Regions from separate parts of the Sus scrofa genome. Here regions 1, 2 and 4 are each linked to region 3. The links are chromatin contacts, called in public Hi-C and HiChIP or PLAC-seq maps. All regions are on one chromosome and are shown on one strand. Each heading gives the region's core, a stretch centred on a gene start, on an enhancer-like site or on the middle of the called end of the contact. The rest is flanking DNA. Distances are from core to core; before and after follow the strand shown. Region 1 holds the start of RIF1 (telomere-associated protein RIF1). Region 2 has its middle 180 kb from the start of MMADHC. Region 3 holds the start of RND3 (Rho family GTPase 3). Region 4 holds the start of MMADHC (methylmalonic aciduria and homocystinuria type D protein, mitochondrial).

Evidence for each region. A called contact is a pair of places that touch in the nucleus more often than the background predicts. HiChIP or PLAC-seq counts read pairs in DNA pulled down with a chosen protein or histone mark.
Region 1: a contact with region 3 is called in a Hi-C map of embryonic fibroblasts, with 6 times the contacts expected there. The contact joins the promoter of RIF1 here to the promoter of RND3 in region 3. A contact is called at or near these places in 3 of 47 Hi-C or Micro-C datasets (embryonic fibroblasts, heart right ventricle and omental adipose tissue).
Region 2: a contact with region 3 is called in a Hi-C map of liver, with 2.3 times the contacts expected there. The contact joins the enhancer-like site here to the promoter of RND3 in region 3. A contact is called at or near these places in 2 of 5 promoter capture datasets (fetal skeletal muscle and liver), 11 of 47 Hi-C or Micro-C datasets (embryonic fibroblasts, liver, mesenteric adipose tissue and 4 more) and 1 of 2 datasets of contacts at active chromatin or transcription factors (skeletal muscle).
Region 4: a contact with region 3 is called in an H3K27ac HiChIP or PLAC-seq map of alveolar macrophages. The contact joins the promoter of MMADHC here to the promoter of RND3 in region 3. A contact is called at or near these places in 3 of 5 promoter capture datasets (fetal liver, fetal skeletal muscle and liver), 25 of 47 Hi-C or Micro-C datasets (adipocytes, adipose tissue, alveolar macrophages and 16 more) and 2 of 2 datasets of contacts at active chromatin or transcription factors (alveolar macrophages and skeletal muscle).

Annotation. Positions count from the first base shown.
Region 1 is chr15:829,212-834,220 of Sscrofa11.1, forward strand. RIF1 (telomere-associated protein RIF1) reads right to left here and starts at 2,825. Exons shown (of 35, transcript XM_021076097.1): 1 at 2,680-2,825; 2 at 2,206-2,319; 3 at 1,366-1,444. The coding sequence starts at 2,309.
Region 2 is chr15:2,319,819-2,325,468 of Sscrofa11.1, forward strand. No RefSeq gene overlaps it. Among named protein-coding and RNA genes, the nearest start is that of MMADHC, 180 kb to the right of the region's middle. Within about 2 kb of position 3,788, at least 3 of the 83 cell types and tissues checked have an H3K27ac peak or open chromatin away from gene starts, as enhancers often do. A contact at or near this core is called in liver, where this site is marked.
Region 3 is chr15:1,713,837-1,718,846 of Sscrofa11.1, forward strand. It overlaps RND3 (Rho family GTPase 3), which reads left to right and starts at 1,753. Exons shown (of 5, transcript NM_214296.1): 1 at 1,753-1,902; 2 at 2,370-2,457. The coding sequence starts at 1,753.
Region 4 is chr15:2,496,550-2,502,374 of Sscrofa11.1, forward strand. MMADHC (methylmalonic aciduria and homocystinuria type D protein, mitochondrial) reads left to right here and starts at 2,531. Exons shown (of 8, transcript XM_003133258.4): 1 at 2,531-2,654; 2 at 3,236-3,295. The coding sequence starts at 3,287. It overlaps LOC102159998 (a long non-coding RNA gene), which reads right to left and starts at 2,548. Exons shown (of 4, transcript XR_002339312.1): 1 at 2,423-2,548.

The DNA of each region.
Region 1 (5,009 bases), core at 1,575-4,074, 880 kb before region 3:
ATCTTTCTTGGTACCATTTCCTATTCGAAAGTGATTTATCTTTAAATCCTCATATTCCTCTAAAACAGTTATCCAAGGAATTCCTGACTATTTGCTACTCTTGACCAGGAAAAATAGTAAATGTTAGTAATTAAACATAAGAACAGACACTTCCCTGGAGCACCCCTTTTATAATTAATGAAACCAAACATTTGAAATATCAAACCCTGAGACAGAAAAGGATGCTAAAGCAATCAGTTGAGACAACCACCAATAAACACTTAAGACTATCTCCAAGATAGCAGTAGCATCTGTGCAATCAACTGTTATTAATCACCCACATGCTTCTAAATAATTATTCATCTGGCATTTTAGTTACAAACCCAATTTCCAACAATGCAACCTGACTCATGCAAATGAGTTCCTGATCCTATATGCTCTCAAACACCAAATACATGATGCATGTCTTCATCACATCAACTATACTGCTGAAATGTGGAACATGACAATGAAGAAAAATGGTAAATAATAGTAAGTAATACCATTAATACGTTTATAATATTAATAAATCTTGAACTACTACACAATAAAGTTCTTTCTTACATGAACAAAAAGCACTAACTTTAACAAATACTGTAGGGTGGCTAAGGCATTACCCCCAATGCCTCAACATTTAGCCAGAAAACACACTAAAACGTGCAATAAACATCTTGATGGAATAATCCTGTCTAAAAGCATGAAAACAAGGTTGTAAAAATAAGAACTCAAAGGGACTGTGGAGATTTAGTTTAACCTCTGAATTCTAAAAACAAGGAACTTAAAAGTTAGGTGTAAAGGAAAGTCACAAAACCACCATATAAGCAAGTGAGGACAAGGGCACTGGTTCTTGGTTTGATATTAAACTATATAACTTCCCTATAAACAAGCAAACAAGATAACCATAGTAAGGATTTTTTTAACCAAGCAACTGCGGCAAAAACTGAGGGTAAGATTTAAAAAAAAAAAAGAATGTTACCCACACAGTAAATGAATGACAAAATTATAGAGTCATTTATTTAGAAATGGATTGCTACAAACAGATCACTGAACTCTGATCACCACTTTTACATTAAGAATGCAAGTTTTGGATTCAAGTGCCTTGGCAACTTCAGGCAAGTTAAACCAATTTCTTCTGCAAAGTGGGGATTAAAGAGTAACCCCACTGGGACATGGAGGATTGGAGGACTAAATAAGAGAAAACACGTAAGGTAATTAAGACAGCACTCAATACACTGTAAATCCTCAAACAGTACTATAATAATACTACTGTTATTTACTTTACGTTCAAAGTTGAGTTGGCAAAACATTTTCCCCACAAGCTATTTAATAAACAACAAAGATACATACCTTTAAAACTTTGAAGAGCCGAGGAAGTTTTTTCTCAATTTCTATAATGATTTCTTTTCCCTCTTCTCCAGTCATACGACTTAAAAGCGGAAAGAACACAAGTTCATGCAATTGGAAGACATAAAAAAACTATAATCACTCCCTGAAATACCTGCATAATCTTTTTAAATGTTATATTAGAACTCTGGCAAATTAACTGACTCAGTGCTTAAGATAACTTAATATATAATACAGTATACAACTGAAATAAATGCAAAGCCGCCCTCACAATAACTTGTGCATCCATAGACACATTTTGACAGTTTCACTATGTAAAAGCGAAATCTATCCCTACTTAGAAATTTACTCAAATCTTCATCATTTTGTACCTGCTGTTAACCCTTTTCCAGTAATTTCCAAGTAACTCTAAGTAACTCAGAAAAATACGGTCTGCGGGGAAAAAATAAGCCGCGAAGCATGTGCGACTTAAATTAAACTCGGCTTATTGCTCTCTACTAAAAAGCCAATTCTGGGTTGCCCCACACTGTTCCAAGACAGAGATGGCTTACACTGAAAAACCTCTACTCCAGCACGCTTACTTCCAAGCAAACTTTCCCTAACCCTTTGCAAGCGAGACACACGTGCGGGCTTCCTCATTCCAAACACACGCCTCAAGGGCAGCAGCCCCCGCAACAGTGAACGTCACTGAGCACATACCTTCCCCACCACCAGCCCGCGACCCGAGCGCCCGCACAGCTCCCAGACTCTAGAATACACAAGCTCGCTTGCTGCGCCCCACCTGCAGTACCCTCTCCCCGAGACCCACCAGGGCGCCCCACCCCCACCCCCAGCAGGCCTCACCTGGTCAGAGTCAGGTAAGCGTCGGTCTGCTCTCCTTGGGAGGCGGAAGGGTCTTCCAGAGTCTCCAACAGCGGCGCCAGGTGGCTCGGACCCGGGGCGGTCATGTCGGCCACCCTGCGGCCCGGACCGGAAGAGGGGAAGAGCCGGTGACCGAGGGAAACAACCCCCTCCGCGGCCCGGCAGGGACCCGGCCCCAGAGCCCCACGGCGTCCACGCCGCGAGCTCCTGGAGGCGGAGGGACCCACAGTCCGAATCTCCGCCTGCCCCGCCACACGCACCCAGGCCCACGCCGCGCCCCAGCCCAGGCCCGCTCCCGCCACCACTTTCCCGGGCAGCTTTCAACAGGGGGAGGAGACCGGCGGGGGGCGGGAGAAACCCGGGGCGCGAGGCGTCTCGCCGCGAGGGGGCGGAGGATGCGCCGGGCCGAAGCTTCCAGCCGCCCAGCACTGGGATCCCAATATTCACCCCACGTACAAAGACAGGCCTGCGTCTCCTCCGCCGTCGCCCCGTAGCACCTTGAGGCGGCCAGAGCTCGACTTTTCCGGCTCGGGCTGTTTACTCACGCGTGCGGCCAGCTCCCTCCTAAACCAAGATGGCGGCGGGGGCGGGGCCCGGAGCGCGCGCGAGTGGGGCAGGCCTAGCCGGAGAGGCTCGAGTCAATCCAACAGGCGGTGGCGCACCGGAGTCATCGATCACCTCTCTCCCTCTCCTGCTGTGTCCCCTCCCTGCCCCCCAGGTCACCTTGCAGGTGGTTGGGTTAAATTTAACCAGCGAGGGTCTTGAAATTCAAAATGTAAATCTCCAAAGTTCACCGATTTTAAAGGTAGTGGGTCTTCAGACTGTCTTCAAATTGCAATTCCAGTATTTGTTAAAGTATTGGCAACAACTCATTTAGCAAGAGGAGATAATTGGATGGTGATGTTTAAGACTAAGAGTTGCACCAGCTATAATGGAAAAAAATAAAAATCATTATATATTAAAAAAAAGACTAAGACCTGCATTTAGATTGGTCTAGATTCCAACCTCTTGTTCTTCATGACCTTGGCAAGTTAATCAACCTTTTTATGCCTCAACTTCCTCCTCAGTAAAATAGGGATGATAATAGTATCTAATTCAGGAGAAAGCCAAGTGAGAAGAGGTTGGAGAGGCCAGGGACTCTCAAGTTTTAAGTGTACATAACAATGGCCTGGGGCTATTCATAATTAAACTGCAAGCTTCTGGGACCCGCCCTTAGGCATTGTGATTAGGTAGATTTAGGTAGGATCTGCATTCTTCTATTAGGCCTCAGAGGTTGAAGGGTGGGGTTTGGCTAGGACTTAACACTTGGAGAAACTACAGCAAACTTTTTTTTTTTTTTTTTTGTCTTTTTGCCTTTTCTAGGGCTGATCCCGCGGCATATGGAGGTTCCCAGGCTAGGGGTCGAATCGGAGCTGTAGCCACCAGCCTACGCCAGAGCCACAGCAACTCGGGATCCGAGCCACGTCTGCGACCTACACCACAGCTCACGGCAACGCTGGATCCTTAACCCACTGAGCAAGACCAGGGATCGAACCCGCAACCTCATGGTTCCTAGTCGTATATGTTAATCACTGAGCCACGACGAGAACTCCTACAGTAAACTCTTAATGAAAGTTGGTTCTTAGTGCTAATATGTTGCTCCCCTTTTCCTAGACCTCTGAGTCTCTTGAGTAATTTTGTCAACTTTAAACCAGGCAACTAAGGCCCAACAGCATCTGGTCCTTCCACTGTGGCCTCATGGGTTCTCTGCACCTGGCTTGAGCTTTTACTTATCCACACACAACTATTAGCGGTGGTTTGCCCTTTTCTGTGTTATCTGCACCTAGCAAAGCCTCTGCCAAACCAAGCGCTCAACACAGAGCATGTTTTTTAAACAAAAAGATGAAAGAGAGGGAAGGAGACCTACAACTTTGTGTGAGCCAACCTACAGAAATAGGAAATAATGAGCTGTGTCTGGTTAAGTGTAGAGACACTATGGAAGTAATGTCGGAGAAAGGTTTTCAGTGCAGCCTGATAAGTTCCTTAACCTTTGAAGGGGAATTTGCTCCTCATTTTCTGGTCAGAAGCACGACAACCCAGATATTTAAGATGGTGAAGTCTCGTCTGGCTCAGTGGCAGAGAACCCAGCTATTAACCATGAGGATTCAGGTTCGATCCCTGGCCTCGCTCAGTGGGTTGAGAATCTGACGTCGCCACAAGCTGCAGTGTAGGTCACAGATATGGCCCAGCTCCTAAGTTGCCATGGCTGTGGAGCAGGCTAGCAGCTGCAGCTCCGATTCGACCCCTAACCTGAGAACTTCCATGTGCCCCAGGTGCAGCCCTAAAGAAAAAAAAAAAAGGAAGGTTAAGAAGTTATTAGTCAATGAGTGAAATATGTGGGCAGGTTTGCAACACTGAGTTTCAGTATAATGGAGCCGTTGTATAGGAAAGTGAAAGATGATCCTGAAACCCTATTTTTTTTATGGTAGCTATGAGATTAGTGGATAGTGGAAAGAACACTGAGTTTGCCTTAAGACAAGTACCTTCACCCAATCCTTGTGTGCCTTATTTGGCTTTACTGTCTATCACTTATCACTATCTGATATTACATTATATATCTATTTTTAATTGTCCCTTCATTAGAATGTAAATTTCTTGCATATAGGGTCTTCGTCCTATTCTCTCTCTCCTTTTTTTTTTCTTGCACCTCATTGCATCTGGAGTTCCTATTCCAGGGATCTGATCTGAGCCACAATTGCAACCTATGCCACAGTAGCAATTCCAGATCCTTAACCCACTGAACTGGG
Region 2 (5,650 bases), core at 2,538-5,037, 610 kb after region 3:
CACAAAGGAGTCCTACAATTCAATTTTTAAAACTATGAAAAGCAATAAAATGGGCACATGATCTGGACATTTCATAAATAACAATATGTAAATCGTCAAAAAACATATAAAAAGGTGCTTACCTCATTACTCATCAGTGAGAAAGAAACTTAAAATCCCAATAACATAATACTAACAATCCACAAGAATGGCTAAAGTTAAAAAGACTGACAGCACCTCAGTAGCAAAAACACACTTAGCACGCAGATCTAGATTTGTAACATCTGTCTCCATCAGAAAGAACCAGGGCTTCTTAGAGAAATGGTTGATTTTTTAGACTTAAGTAGGAAACATAAATGAGTCTGAAGCATCAGAAAGTAAGAAACTGCCAGAGCCTCACATCCACACCAGGGACTTGCTGTGTGTGCTACAGCTGGAAACGTGGGGGAGACCCTCTCTCTTACAATGCCCCTCTATCACCCTCTGCTAAGAACCCTTAACCTCGCGCTCACTTTAAAGCAGATATCCTTCAAGGAGCTCTATGCATCATGATAGAGCAGGTATTAAGGGATAAATTTGGAGCTGAGAGGCAATAAATTAATAATGGTACAATATTTACCACAAAAATAATAAAAATAAATGAAATCCAGAATTTAAAAAGTAAATGAGATAATACATGTGAAGCACTTGGCACAAGGCCAAGCACCATAGTGTAAATACTGCACAAAATCTTATTACTATTAATGCTCTTCTGATGGTTATAATTATGACAATTTAATTTCAAGTACACGTCCCTTTGGGAAATAAGATAGAAGAAGCAGACCAACCACAAAAAGCTTTCCTTTCATCCTCTGTAGCATGTTTCATTAATTGTTAAAGAAACAAATATCCATTGCAAAATTTTTAAATGAGCTAGAAATGATTTAGTGAAAAATACAAAATATTTTACATCCCACCATCAATTCTATAACCCTTCCCAGGGGTTACCACATTTTTCAGTCCTTCGTCCATGTATTTAAGGTACACTAATCATTATAATACTTAACACTTTATAATATACTAAAATGTTTTCGGCACTGCTCTAGGTTCTTTTATAAATATACATTTATTTAATCCTCCCAACAACCCTGTCATTCTTCCTTAAGAGATGAAGAAACTGAGTCACAGACATTTAAACAAAGACTAAGGACAAAAAGATATGAGAAGCCTCAGAACAATTCAAGCAGTAAGTAGAGCAGGTATCACCTTTTAAGCAAAGACTTGAAAAGGTGATGGATTTAACCATGTGGTTAATTAGGAAAGAGGGCTCCAGACAGAGGGAACAGTTGGAGCACAGGCCCCAAGCACAAAGGTGATATCAGGACCATCAAGGAGAGCAAAGCCAGCAGCTAGATCTGAAAGAGAGGGAGTGGTCCTTGGGCAGGTGCCAGTCTATGAAACTGGTCTGCAAAAACTTTAGTGAAGATTTTGGGGTATTTAGAAACTTCTGTAGCAGCTTGACAGAGGAATTCCAGATCTGCTGAGTCAAAAAATACAAATTAGGACTTGCACTTTTATACCCATTTTTCATGTTTTTAAATTTTACTTTTGGCTTTTTTTTTTTTTTTTGCATTTTGGTCTATGATAAATTCAAAGAGTTTTTGTTTTCGTTCATTGGTTGGTTGATCACTTTTTTCATAATCTTTCACTACTGATAGTCTTATGATAACTGAGGATCCTGTTAAAATGCAGATTCTTATTCAGAAGGTCTGGAGCAGGGTCTGAGATTCTGAATTTTTAATAAGCTCTCAGGTTCTGCTGATGCTTCTAGTCTAAGGAGCAGTATATTTAAGAATCACTCTAGGGCTGGGTTGAGAATTGGCTGTAGGAAAGTTAAGGAAGAAGCAGGGAAACTAGTCAGAAACTCAGGCAAGAGATAATGGTGCTTCAGATCAGGGGTGGCAACCATGGTACTGGTGAGAAGTGGCAGGTTTATATCTGAAAAGTAGAAACAGATTTCCAGTGTTTGAAGTGTGAGGATGACTACAAGGTTTGTGGTATAAGCAAAGGAAAGAACTGGGTCATGAAGCCAGAGAGTAGGCGAACAGAGGACTATGACAACAGTGCCTGAGCTGGGGACTTTCATCATAGCCACTTTCCAGAAATGGTTCACACTGCTGGAAAATACCAAGAAGACATTTACCCTCTGGATCCTTCTTTCTACAAAAGCAAACACAATAAGCCATGATTATGTATAACTACATTTTCAATTCCCCCAATAAACAATGGCAGCATCAACAGCAAGGGCCTTTAAAAATCGCTAAAATCAAAGGTGTAAGGACCAAACAAATGCCACAATGGAATAAGTCACAGTGACTTCTTAACTCATTTGCTGAATCAGAAAGGCAAATGGAACATATAATCCTGGCCTGAACTATCTGAATCTCTTAGGGGTCTTCAACAACAGGACTCATCAGTTTTTTCTGCAAAGGGGATGGTCAATTAGATTCTACAGAAAAAGATATGAACGAATCAACACTGTGTTGATGCCTTATTAATGAATGATGAGGTCTACCTGAATGACATGTGTTGTGCCAGGTGTGTGTGTATAAGTTTCTGGGCAAGATAAAAAAGAAAAAATACTTGTCAGTCTTTCTACCTTCCAACCTCAACTTAAGAAAAATGTAACATGGCCTTCTCAGTAAATCTAACATTTTGCTAAAACATTTTGCTTACAGATATCACCACAGGAATTTCCCTGAGCTATACTCTGCTCTATAGATTAAACCACTAAAAATCTTACAAACAGATATAATTTTCCCTCCTCTCTTTAGCTTATCTTTATCCCTATTAAACATCAACTCCCAAAATAATGAACATAAAAATGCAAGTTGAACTTGAGAGGGTTAAAATAGCACCAAAATTTTTTCATGCAGTAAAAATTGAATATGCTCAGTAAGGAAGCTGATTGCATTCATGAACAGTCATGAAGTCATCCCACTGCAACATTTTTATCTAAGTTAAACTATGCTTTTTACTATAAGAAAGCTCTGTGCTGCATCATCAAATATTATCTCTGACTATCTAGGTTTTAAAGTTTGTTAATATCACCTCTCTTTCCTTATTTACCTCCGAGGAGCATGCCTCACAATCTGCTCCATGGATTCAGGAAAGACCTTTCCTTGGCTAAGATCAAAGCACTATGAACTAAGTAGTTTGATCCCTGTAGGTATCTGATTGCAAACTGCATGTATAATCCTGCGCTTTATAAATATAACGATCTTATAATAGACCTGCTGAGTATAAGTAGGCAGCTTAATGCACACGGCCTATGAATCTTCATATTAATTACTTTTCCTCCCAAACTGTGTGTAGTGGAAAGAACGAGGTGGAGGTTAGGGCCTTAGCTCTGTAGCTTACCAGGAGGACTTCAACAGTCACTTAACCTCTTTGACTGTCAGTTTTCTTATCTATAAAGTGAGGATTAAAATATTTACTTCACCAAGTTGCCTTTGAGGCTTAGTGAGATAGAAAGAAACTTGTGAAATTTCTTATTCAGTGTCAACCACATTATAAGCCCACATTAAATGAGAATTAATTTTAAAATAAGATCCAGAAAGGAAATGCCTGTGAGATATCAGATCATACTTTAGAGACTACAAATAAGACGAAGACTGGCCTTCCATGTAGAAAGAGTAGAGTTGGCAGCTACTTTGGTAAACTGCATTTTGGGAAAGATTTTTATCCTGCCTTTTGGCCTCCTTGAGAAATGTTCCTTTTAGTTTGGCTCAGCTGATGTGCCCTGGGAAAGGTGATTTATTAACTACATAACAAGCAAACAGAGGCTAGATCTTTCTCCATAATGAATCCACCTCCACCTGCTATAACCCAGCTAAACTAAGAACCATGAGAGCCAAACAGCAGGAAAAAGCACTGGCCATGGAAGGAGCGGGTAGAAAGCAGCTGAAGTTAGGGGATGAGAAACAAAGAAGCAAATATGGGTTCATTTATCTATCAGTCTCACTCAAGGACAACCTGCCTCTGTGTTATAACACCTAGAGGTCTGCATGGAGGAAATTCCGCATACAAGGAAGGCTGTTTCGGGTTTGAAGGCATCCCAGCCCTGAAAAGTTTGAGAAAATGCACTTGGCAAAGTATGAGTACAGGTAAAGGTACAAGTGCACTGTGCTTAAATGTAGTCCTGGAAATTTGGACTTAGTTGGTCAAACTTCCGTCAGTTTGCAAGTTGGAACTGCCTGGACTTGCATAACCTTGATTCAAAATAATGATTAATAGGCCTGTTTCTGCAGTGAAAAGAGGAAAAATGTTAAGAGAATAAACTATGTCTTAAAAGGAAGATTAACTCTTTCCTGGAACTGGCTTCCCTGCCAAGAGGCAGCAGGGAATTGCATGATTAGGATCCAAATGTGTAGAATGAATGCACACTAAAATTTTACTTCATGATATTTTACCTCATATTCTCCTTGAGGTGATTTTGATATTATTAGATATCAAAAATCAAGGCCTAGGAAGGCTTATTCATAATCTATTAATTTAGCACTAATGCAATACCAAGAATTGAAATAATAACTGCTGCATTTGCAGCATTTATTATCTATTTGGGAATTTGACATGAATATCAATGATACTAAAATAAGGATAAGGCTCCCTATCTAACAGGGTTGTCATGAAATTTCAAAAGATAAGGTCCTGGTGCAGTCCGTAACGGATAATAGATGTTGAATAAGCATTAGCTTTCTTTCCAAAACTTTTTTTTTTTTTTTTTTGCTTATTTTGGCTAGAGTCTGGAATTGTGTAATAGTTTAGATGGACCATATGGTTCACTGAGAATCAAATGAGCCTCATGTTTTGTGTGTTTGCCCCATGGTCATATGTGAATATTTTGGAGGGGCTGATAAGGAGAAAGGAATAGAAACATTTTCTCTTAATATAAAAAATGTGTGTTATGGGTCAACTGCATTAAGACGTCCAGCAAACAGTATAACTTCATTTAGAATACTTGCCATTAGTTAACAAGTGGGGAGATGATTCCCAAATAGTGTAACATGACACAAAAACCATCACTGCATATTTTGAAAGACGCCTAAAATTATTTTTAGTGTGATGTTTACATTTTTATTGTGAATTATAATACATATATAGAAAAGAACTCAAATGTGCTATTCAAAAAGTTTTCATAAAGTAAACACTAACATATATACTGTTCTAGTCAAAGAAATAGGAAGTTGTAGGCACCATGGAAAGTTCCCCTAATGGCCCTCATCTCTAGTCTTTATTCTGTCTTCCTTCTCAAATTAGTCACTATCCTGAATACTAATGTTATAATTTAGTTGGGCCTGTCTTTGCATGTTACATACATGAAACCATACAATATATATACTCCTTTATAATCGGTATTTTTTCTATCAACATTGTGCTTAGGAAATGTATGTTTTACTTTGAGAAGTGTACCCCCAGGGTGGTATGAATATGGAAAAGGGGTAATGAGGCAAAAAAATATACAAGGAATTCAACATACAAGTTTAATGAAATATGGTAACATATGGTAACATATTTCATCAAACTACCAAGAGACGTGATAGGCTGCTTAGTAGCTGAGCACACTAACTTCTATGTAGGGGTTGCAAGAATGAACCACAGCTAGGAACAGTCAATGGAAAAGAATGGAAGG
Region 3 (5,010 bases), core at 503-3,002:
CTACCACATATAAGATAAATAAGCTACAGAGATACACTGCACAGCACAGGAGATATAGCCAGTATTTTATAATAATTATAAATGGAGTATAATCTGTAAAAATTTTGAATCACTATGTTGTATACCCAAAACCTTACATAATATTGTAAATCAACCACATCTCAATAAAAAAAAATTAAATAGGTGAAAACTCCTGATCATCTGAAGCACAGGAGATGATGAAGATGAGAAAAGAAGTGCTTTTTATAAGGAAGAGAGAACAAATGTATGGTCATTCTTAGTCCTCTCTGAGACTTTGGGATGGGTGGGTAGGGAGATGGATGTGGAGGCGAGGTGGAAAGGGAGTGGAAGGTTGTACCTGCATTTTTCAGCTAAGGATATTTGTGTTTTCTGGGTTGAGCCTAAGATGCTTTGAGTCCTGAAAAGAGGAGGCTTCAGTTAAAGGAGCTGAAAGGCAGGATCAGAATCCTTCTTACCCCCTCTTCTCACTGAAAGAGGGGCTACAATGACCTTGTGTGTTTGGGTCCCTAGTGCAGTAGGAATGAGATTTTGGTGTCTCATGTTACTCAGTTATGAGCATCTTACACTTCTCTTTCTTTTCCTCTCCCACCTCCTCTCCGCTCTCCTCAAAACCTTCCCCCCTCATCCTAAGTCACTGAAACTGACAGGTATCAGAATTCAGTCTCTGACTATGACCCAAGCAAGCCAGTGGGAAATAACCTGGCTTAACTATTGTTCCATGGCCTATATACCTGATACAAAACATTTCCTAAAAAAATACAACCACTGGGAGTTCCCGTCGTGGCGCAGTGGTTAACGAATCCGACTAAGAACCATGAGGTTGCGGGTTCGGTCCCTGCCCTTGCTCAGTGGGTTAACGATCTGGCGTTGCTGTGAGCTGTGGTGTAGGTTGCAGACACAGCTCGGATCCTAAGTTGCTGTGGCTCTGATGTAAGCCGGCAGCTACAGCTCCGATTGGACCCCTAGCCTGGGAACCTCCATATGCCGCGGGAGCGGCCCAAAGAAATAGCAAAAAGACAAAAAAAAAAAAAAAAAAAATACAACCACTTAACCCTTCCCCATCTAAGATTGCATCCTATGTTTTATAATGATGTTTTAACTTGGGCGAATAATGTTTTTGCTTTCATAAATATCCACGAGGCTTCTGTAGATTAGCCCTTATGAAAATGGCTTTAAGTAATTCCAATAAAAGTCAATAATGCACATTCAATTTCGCACCTCCTCCTGTACTCCTACAGTGCCATCCTTCAGCAAAGCGTCTTTGCAATCTCCAAGTTGTCCCAGAGCCTTGGTCTGGAAATAGATCCCGCCCGGTTACCCTAGAGGGCGCACTGTCTACATTTCTTTTCTTTTTTCTTTTTTTTTTTTTTTTGCAAGTAAGAAGACGGCGCTCGCTCCCAGGCTCCATAAAAGGGGAGGAGGCGGATCAGTTTCCTTCTCCCATTGAGAACGAGGATTGGAAGGCCGGGCGTATAAAGCCGCGCAGAGAGCGTGAAACAAAGCAGTCGGATCGGAATTGGACTTGGGAAGCGCGGTGTGGAGTCAGGCAGAAAACTTGTTGGAGGAGAGTAACGAGCCTGCTCCTCTAGCTCTCATCTGCGCGGCGCTTCAGGGGTTCCCATCAGCCTTGCGATGTATTTTTATATCTGCTTTTTATAATATAGAGAAACATATATATTTTTTTCCTCTTAAGAGAAAATTCCTGTTCCAAGAGAAAATAAGGCAAGATCAATGAAGGAGAGAAGAGCCAGCCAGAAATTATCCAGTAAATCTATCATGGATCCTAATCAGAACGTGAAATGCAAGATAGTAGTGGTGGGAGATAGTCAGTGTGGGAAAACCGCGCTGCTGCACGTCTTCGCCAAAGACTGCTTCCCCGAGGTAAGTGTGGGGCCAGCCCGGGCTTCGAGGAGTGAGGAGGGCCTCTGGATCCTCTGGCTTCCCCCACTTCACCCGTTTTTCTTTTTTCAGCCGCCTTTCTCACCCTTTACTACTTTCCCCTGGGTTAGACTGCCGGGAAAGGGAAAGTGGTCTGGGAGCGTTTAAGGGTTGGGATGCGACTGCACATTCTGCTGTTAGCTTCTGAAACTTGTTCGGTCATGTGTGCAGAAGGTGGGGTTGTGAGATTCAGATCCTCTCCTCTTGGAAGATGGGAGGGGGGTGGCGAGAGGGGGTTAAGGGGGGTTCGGAAAAGGTCCGCGTGTTTAGTGTGAGGTCTGGTGGTCGTGGGTTTGGGGGTTTTACTTCTTTAATTGGGGAATGAGGAGGCGATTTTCAGAGGGTGTTCTGTGGGTGTCGTGCATTTTAAAATAACCTCTTTGCCCCATTCCTCTGTCCATTTTGTCCAGAATTACGTCCCTACAGTGTTTGAGAATTACACGGCCAGTTTCGAAATCGACACACAAAGAATAGAATTGAGCCTGTGGGACACTTCGGGTAAGAGAGTCATTGGACCGCGTGGCGCTCGGGCCGGTTTCCAGCCGCTCGGGGGTGAGCGGCGGGTCTCAGGACCCCAAGCTTGGCACGCTCTCACCATCCGCCAGCGCGCCATCAGCGCTGGCTCTGCTCCCCTCCGTTAACTTTGCTTCTTGGCGAGGGATTCCCGCGGTCCCTTCTGAGTGGTGGGCGGGGGGGGGGGGCGACATTGGGTTGGGGGTAGCTGTGGGAAGGGAAGAGCGCTGTGTGCCCGAAGGGTGACCCCGTGGTGGAAAATCCTTGTAGCCGAGTGGCTGGGGGGCCGAGCTGTGTCCGGGTCGCCTCCCGGCAAATGTTGGGGGCGGAGGGATGCGTGCGCCGCCTTGGAACCAACTGGATGAGTGCCACTCCAGGACCTGCAGCTTGTCGGGGAGGCGGAGAGCAAGGCAGGGGTGGTGGAAGGTGGGAGAAAATCCCCGAAGCGACGCAGTTACGTGCGGATCCCGCGTTTGGGGGCGGGGGGGAGAAGAAAGTAAAGGGAGCGCACGCAGCCGCGGCGCTCGTGACGCCTACTGCCAGGAATGCGCTGGCGGCGCGGGCAGCACCCAGCTGGCGGTAGCCCGGCCTCCTCTCCCCGCTGCCTGCGTCCTCAGCGCCAACCTGCAGATCCGAATTCCCCCACCCTCGTGATCACTCGTGTCCCCCGGCCCACGCCATTCCCTCGTGACCCCTTGCATCACCCTCCTCCGCCGGCCTACCAGGCCGCGGGCCGCACCATTCGCCTGTGACCTTCCCGTCCAGTTGAATTATTGGCATGGTGAATTATTTTCAAGGGTCAGGGGTTCAAGACCGGGTTATCGCCCTCCCACGCGCTCACCCACCCACCCGGCGCGCGGTGTTGGGAGAATCGGGTACCCAGAGGATGGGAAGGCCCCCCGCGCGGCTACGGGTTCGGGCTGGGTCCGGCGCGGTGAGGGAGGGAGCATCACCTAGAATCTGGGGCTGGGACCCAGGCACCAGCCGCCCCTCCCTGCGGTGCCCGAAATAATGCCCTTTCCAGGAAGGGTGTAGCCTCTGGAGGAGGAGGAGCCAGCGGGAAGGCCGGGTGAAGGCCCCTGCGCTTAGATCTGGGAGTTTAGTAGGCAGCTGGGCTACTGCGGATGAACCAAATCAAATCCTGGGTGAAACTACCTAGGAGAAATGAATAAGTGCCAACTCGGAGGCTCTGCTGTCAGGCAGGGAAGCCTCCTACTAGATGGACTTGCGCTCAGCTGGGAATGGCCCCGTGGAGGTGCCTCTGAGCTGTGTGAGCTTCCCACAGCCCTCGGCTTTCACCTCTGGAGCCCCCGAGGAACGCAGGGGATTAGAGAGCACCCGGAAGGGGCCAGACTGACAGGGTCGCCAGAGGCAGTCCCTGCACAAAGGCAAGTGAGAAGTCTCTCGAGCGCCTCTCACGGTTAGTGCCAGATGCTCAGAGGGCTGCAGTAAGATGTGCGGATTTTGTTTCTGCCTGGCGAGTCAGGCTCTCCTTGGAGCCTCGCCAAGGGTAGCTGAACCGAGACCTCACTGTGTTTTGTATTGAAGGTTGCATGTACTCTGGAAACTAGGAGGGAGGTAGTGATAGAATTCTAGTGTTTTCTTATTTCAGTAGTTTCCACCATCGGATTTTTACACACCTTGGTATTTAATGGACTCTAATTCCCAGACATATCACGGTCTTTGTTATGCCTAGTGGGCAGGACAGCTGGTATGGTACCAATAATTAAAACGGGTAATCCCCAGCCTGTTTGGCCCTAATGCAGGATAAGAATTTTTTAGACACTGGGTCTGTGAGTCTGATCCAGTTGTTGATACAAAGGTGTGCTCACATCTTAGCGACTGGATTTCTGTATGCAGATCCCCACCTCCCTGAGTGTCATTTTGTCATCTGGGAAAAAAAAAAAAAAAAAAGGAGGATACAGAGCAACATAAGGTGCAGGATCCCTCCCAGCTGTATACTTCTTGGCCTTAGATCATCACATAGGCAAGTTTTTTTTTTTTGTCTTCCAGGATGTTGGTTGGCTTCAGCTATTAGTCCCAGGGCTGGCGTCCTATACAGCAGTTTTCACCACATACAAATCAAACCAGGTTCTGCACAGAGCCACTGCTTCCTGGTGTATTTAGGAAGGACTCATTTGGGTAGGGAGGAGGCAGGAGTGGGCTCATAGAAATGTTGGGTTATACATCCTTCCTTGTCTTAAGCTTCGTGAATCACAGGACCACCAACGGAGATTAGATTAGGCGCCCAAAGGGCTAAATTAACTGTTTGGGTTTTGTTTGTTTGTTTGTTTTTTAGGCACATGCTTTTCAAAGACTAGAAAACAAATAAAATGTGGGCAGTTTATAGTTGGAGGTTATGCTTCACCTGTGCAGATAAATATCACTTCAGATATCTTCAAGTATTTAATCCACACTCTACAGTTTGTAGTCTCTGCATACATAGGCTTATGCCTTGCACACAGTAGTCACCAAATAAAATCTATTGGATGAACAAATGAGTAATCAAATGTGTAGTTACCAAGGAGATGAGATTTC
Region 4 (5,825 bases), core at 1,281-3,780, 780 kb after region 3:
GCACACATTTTCTGGAATTTTACAGACCTTCCTTCCTTAAAGCCTATTGTTGACCTCCAGAGTAAGGGGTTCCCACAGTTTTAACCGTTACACACGTCAATGACCCTCAAATCTCTGTCTCCCACATAAACCACTTTCCTGAACTACAAGCCTACTTCCAAATGACTTACTGACAATCCAATACATATGCCCCTCAGGCATCTTAAAACTCAAGATATTCCAAATCAAATTCATTACTTTTCTCCTAAAACCTGTTTTCCTCCTAGGAGACAACACCTATGGGAAAGAAAACACTATTTTTAAACCAAAGAGACCTAGATTTATTTATTTATTCATTTAGTCTTTTTGCCATTTTTTGGGCTGCTCCTGCAGCATATGGAGGTTCCAGGCTAGGGGTCAAATTGGAGCTGTAGCTGCTGGCCTACGCCAGAGCCACAGCAACACAGGGTCCGAGCAGCATCTGCAACCTGCACTACAGCTCATGGCAATGCCAGATCCTTAACCCACTGAGCAAGGCTAGGGATTGAACACACAACCTCATGGATCCTAGTTGGATTCATTAACCACTGAGCCATGATGGGAACTCCCAAAGAGACTAGATTTAAATCCAGCCCTGGAAGCTTTGGTGATACATGTAATCTATTTGTGCTTTATTTTCTTCAAATTTAACATAAGGATAATAACACACCCATTTTCTGGATTGTTATGAGAATTAAAATAAATAATGGGAAAATCCCAAGTGCCACCACACAACATACATTTCACAAATTACTATCACTGGATTCCCAATCTCAGCAAAAGCAACTCCATTCACCATAAATCTTAAGTCAAAAATTTAGAAGGTCCTCTTCAACTTGTCCTTTTCCTCATCTGCAACTAATGGATAGCTATGCAGTATTGATTCCTCAACTTTCCCCTCACCTTTAAATCAGGCTCTCATGGACACAGCAATAGTTTCCTAACCACTCGATTCAGTTCCAATTCCACATCCTTCCAACCTATCTGCTATACTGAAGGCCAAGATCTCCCCAAGACACAAATCTGATAATGCCATAATTCTACATAAATCTGCTTCCAGGATTAATCTACCTTAGTAACACACTGAAGCCCAACTATGATCTGGCCCCTGTCAACCTCCAACTCAACCCCTTGATTACTTGTGGATCTCCCAACTGCCCATAGTGTTCTGAATTCCTTATTTCTGACCACACAGCTTCCTTTGACTGAAATGTCCTCACCCCTCTGTCTTTTCTTGGCATTCAGGGAAAAAAAAAAAAAAAAACCTACTCATCTTTCAAAACACAGATCAAGCACCACTTCTACTATGAAATTATTCCTGACAGCCTCCTGCCATTCCACTGACCACTGACTCTTAACTTCCACCTCTACCTGACAGAGGACTTTCTGTCCTGGCAATAATGAATAACATATGGTTCCCAGATTCAAAAAGCTTACGAATATCATTCAACCAGAAATCTTATTATATAACCTGGACAAGTGAGCCAAATTGAAAGAGAAATTATGAGGCATGAAAAAATAACGAGGTGTAAGTAACTTCAAGACTTAGTTCAGTGGTTTTTCTCAGAACCCTCTATGATTCTCAAGCTATGAGGTGTGTGTGTGTGCATGCGCGTGCTCGCTATAATGTGTTAGCTATAGATGAACTGATTTAGTCTTCAGAAACAATCTACGAGTTAAGCATTATTATTATTTGTTTTAGAAGTAAGGAAATTAAACGCATAAAGAAAAAAAGAAACTTGCCCACCATGACCCAGCTAAAAATATCTGCATGAATAAAGTATGGACTTAGGGTAATTTTTTTAAGTATAACTGACAAATGAAAATATATACTCTTTATAAATAAGTCATTTGACATATATTCTTTCAACTCCTTGTTAATTCTAAGATATTGAATAAAGTACTTTGTGCTGTACAATAAACCTTGTTTATCTATTTTATATATGGTAATGTCCTTTCTGTTAACTCCCCTACTCCCAATTCATCCCTCCCAACCTCTTCCCCTTTGGAACCCATTAATTTGTGTTCTATGTGTGTCTGTTTCTGTTTTGTAAATAAGTTTGTGTCAAATTTCAGATTCCACATATAATTGATATTATATTTATCTTTCTCTGTCTGGCTTTCTTCACTTAGTATGATAATCTCTAGGTCCATCATTTGATATATATTTACTGAGCCTATTAAGAGAAAAACATAAATGCCCTATTCTCAAAAACAGTAAGTCACGAAAAACTAAAAAAAAAAAAAAAACCACGTTACAAAGAACAGAGGACTATACTTCCTAGAAGCAAAAAGAAAGTGTTAGGGAGAGTGAAGGCTTTCAAATATTTCACTGAGTTAAGGAAAGAGGAAAGACCCATCAAAACTCAGCTCACAAGCCCTCCGTCTTGTCACCGCAACTCACCTTTTCTCCTCCCACAGCCAGGCGGGACTATCCAATGGAAGGGGCGCTACGGAAGCCTACTGTGCGCGTGCGCAGCGGTGGTTCGACGATCCTGCCCATCGACGCGCTCGGAAGCAACTCCTTCAGTCTGCTCGCTGCCCCCGTACGCTCACCCCGCCGCCGTCGCGCCGCCATTTTGAAGACGGGAAGCGTAGAGCGCTGGGACAGCTGGAGGCGGCGGCGGTGGTGACTGGTACGGCTTGTTTCCACCCGCGTTATTCTCTCCAAATTCGCCAGTCTTCGTGCCCCAGCTTTCAGTGTTGCCCCTATTCCGAGAGGGCTCCTGTCGCTGTCCCCAGTCATCCTGTCGTCCTGTCTTTAGGACTTTTTTTGCTTTCTCATCCCTCGGCGCTGCTCGAACCTTCGCTTAGAGCTGTGGTCAGGCCTGTGTTAAAAAACCTACTCGGAGCCTCAGGACGCTGTCCCGGTGGACGGCTCCACGTTCCCCACCCTCGCTTAGAGCTGTGGTCAGGCCTGTGTTAACAACCTGCTCGGGGCCTCAGGATTCCGTACTGGTGGACGGTCTCTCAGTCTACCCCATCTAGTCGGAGTTGTGTTCTGCGGACACAGACCGGGCCGAGAATTGCACGGCCTCTGGACCGTGGTCTGTGCGCTGTAGGGGCTGGGGACGAATCCTGGCTTCCTTGGGGGACGGGGAGAGCTTGCACTTCGGTGCCTTTGACGGTGGAGGGACACAGGCAGTGGTGAACGTTACCCGAGCCGTCTGTCAGAGCTGAATCCGTCACCGGCCTGTTTTGTTTTGTCCTTTCCCAGGCATAACTTTACGAAAGGAAAGATAATTTGCGTCTGCCCTTTCCGCCAGAAATGGCCAATGTGAGTAAATCAGTCTCTTAAGCACCAGTATGGTAATGAAATAGTTTGGGAACTTGCTAGGAAAGTGGAAGGGTTTACTTATAATGATACTGGTGGCACAATGTTACTCATGCTTAGTGTATCAGAAATGTTAAGAGAAGCAAAAGGGTGTGCAGTTAGGTTCATATGCTTTAAACTTTTCAATACAGGTGTATTTATTCTACAGATTCGTTTTTAGAAAAAAATTCGGTACCAGCATCCTTTCAACATTTTTAAAAGCCATTTCAGTAAATATTTAGAATCTGTTTTTAAGACGTTTTCTGTTTCTTTGGTTAGGTCAACTGAAGGTTTTGTAGCAGTTTCAGTACAGGAAATAACGTTACAAATACTACAAAATGAGACTAAGAGATACTATTCCCATAGACCAGATATATTTACTAACTTTAACTGTCCAGTGATTACTCAGACACATCCTGCCATAAGGAGTTCATATAGTAGAGGACATAAGACATATGTGAAAACAGTTACAATAAAAATAGAAACTTTTTTTTAAGCTACCCAAAGGTACAGTGCAGATTCAGAGCACAGTATCTATGTAGGGTTTGGGTTCACTTAATCAGAGAAGCATTTAATTTGAGTTTTGAAAGATGGGTGAGATTTAGATAATCTGAGGTTTGGGTGGGCAGAATAGCAGGAATATTCGGTGACACCCTCCCCTCTTTTCAAAAATCGGTAACTCAGGTCTATTTTCCTTAATGTAAGATAAAATATAAAGAGATAAGTGGGAAATGAGGTTGGATTGTGGATCCAAACAAACTCAGTAATTTGGACTTTATTCCTTAAATGTTGGTGATGTAATTAGAGCTACATGTTAGGAAGACTAATATGACAACAATTAACAGGAATAGTATTCCTGTAATTGAACATGATATAGTAATAGTGTAAGGATGAGACTATAGGGCCAAGTCATAAAAGTAGACCACAAGTCTGGCCCATGTTTTAAGATGAATTTTTACCTAGGCATAATCATAGGAAGGGAATGTTGTAAAAGAATGGTGTTCTACTCTCAAAGAAGTATTAATTAAGGTAGGATGCTAATATTTAACCTGGCTTTATTTTGGTTTGAATGAATAAATTACTTCAGTAGGGCATTTTGAAAAATACTTTTATAAATCCTTTATTGTTAGAAGTTTACATAAAATAATAAATATACTTTTAAAAATTTGTGTTAGCTTATATGCATTGTAAATGCTGAATAGATGTTAGTAATGAAATATGCACATGTGTGTGTCCTCAACAATTTAGTTAGCATACATAGCAAGGGTCAGAAATGTCCATGCTTTAGAGGCTAAACAGGTAAATTAAGACACTTTGGTGGGGACTTGTACAAACTGAAATACTCATTTCCAGTATAAAGGGAGAAACCTTTCCTTAGTGATGTGTGGCCAACTAAATGTCACTTGGGAATGTGAGTCCAGTGCTGCCAGATCTTCAGAGTTTTTAAGAACAGCCAAAATCTGGGTCTTTTGTGTGAAATATCGCAGTTGCTCATTGAGAATTATCATTTTTGTCTCTTCAAGCAGGTTAGGAACATACCCAAGGGAGGATGCTTAAATTTTCAGGTGGGCAGAATGCTCCGGAAATAGGCATTGCATTTTGGAGACTTAAAAAGGAGGTTCTGTTTATCCAAATCTTGAAGAAAGAGTTAGAATTTTTCAGGCCTAGGAGGAGAGGGAAAAAGGATATTTTAGCAGAAAAAAATCTTATGGCAATATAAAAGAAAGAGAAATATGGGAAATGTTGGGTAGATGTTTTTATGTGACTAGGGAGTAGAGCAAGACAAAGGAAGATAAAAATAGTAAAGAAGTAGTTAGAGAGGTAAAAAGCCCAGTTAGGATGTTTTCTTGTGTTTAAGATGAGAAATACAGTCAGAAAGAATTCGTGTGTTGGATTTCAAGATACTATGTGAAAGGGAAAAAGAATGATTCTAAAGTTTCCAAGGGCTAGACTCTTTCAACATCCTGGTAAATCACTTTGATACCACTTCTCTGATCCCACTCCAGTCCATTCTCTACAAGGCCTGTAGTGGTACATTCCTTAAAACTTCCTCCTTGCCTACAGATTAAAATTCTGATTTATTACCTTGACGTAACAGGCCCTTTACTGTCTGCGTCAAGTATAAACTGCCTCTTACAGTTGCTCACAAGGTAACTTTGGAGCCTGTTTTTCACCACACTACCTTATACCCACTTCAGTGGACTTTGTCCATTCTTCTGAATACATTCTTTATGACTCCATACATTTGTTCCTGGAAGTCAGTCACTGAAATGCCCCTTTCCTCAGAAAATTTATATTATTTCTTCAAAACCAAGTATATTCTACATGAAACGTTTTTCATATTCCTTCAAAGATCTCTTAATTGTTCAAATCTTTTAATAGCATTTCAACAATGATGTGATATTTGTTCTTATATTTTTTCCACTAAGAGCAATTTTTTTTTAATGTAAAGGAACAGATAGCATATATTTTAGGCTCTGTAGGCCATAGAGTC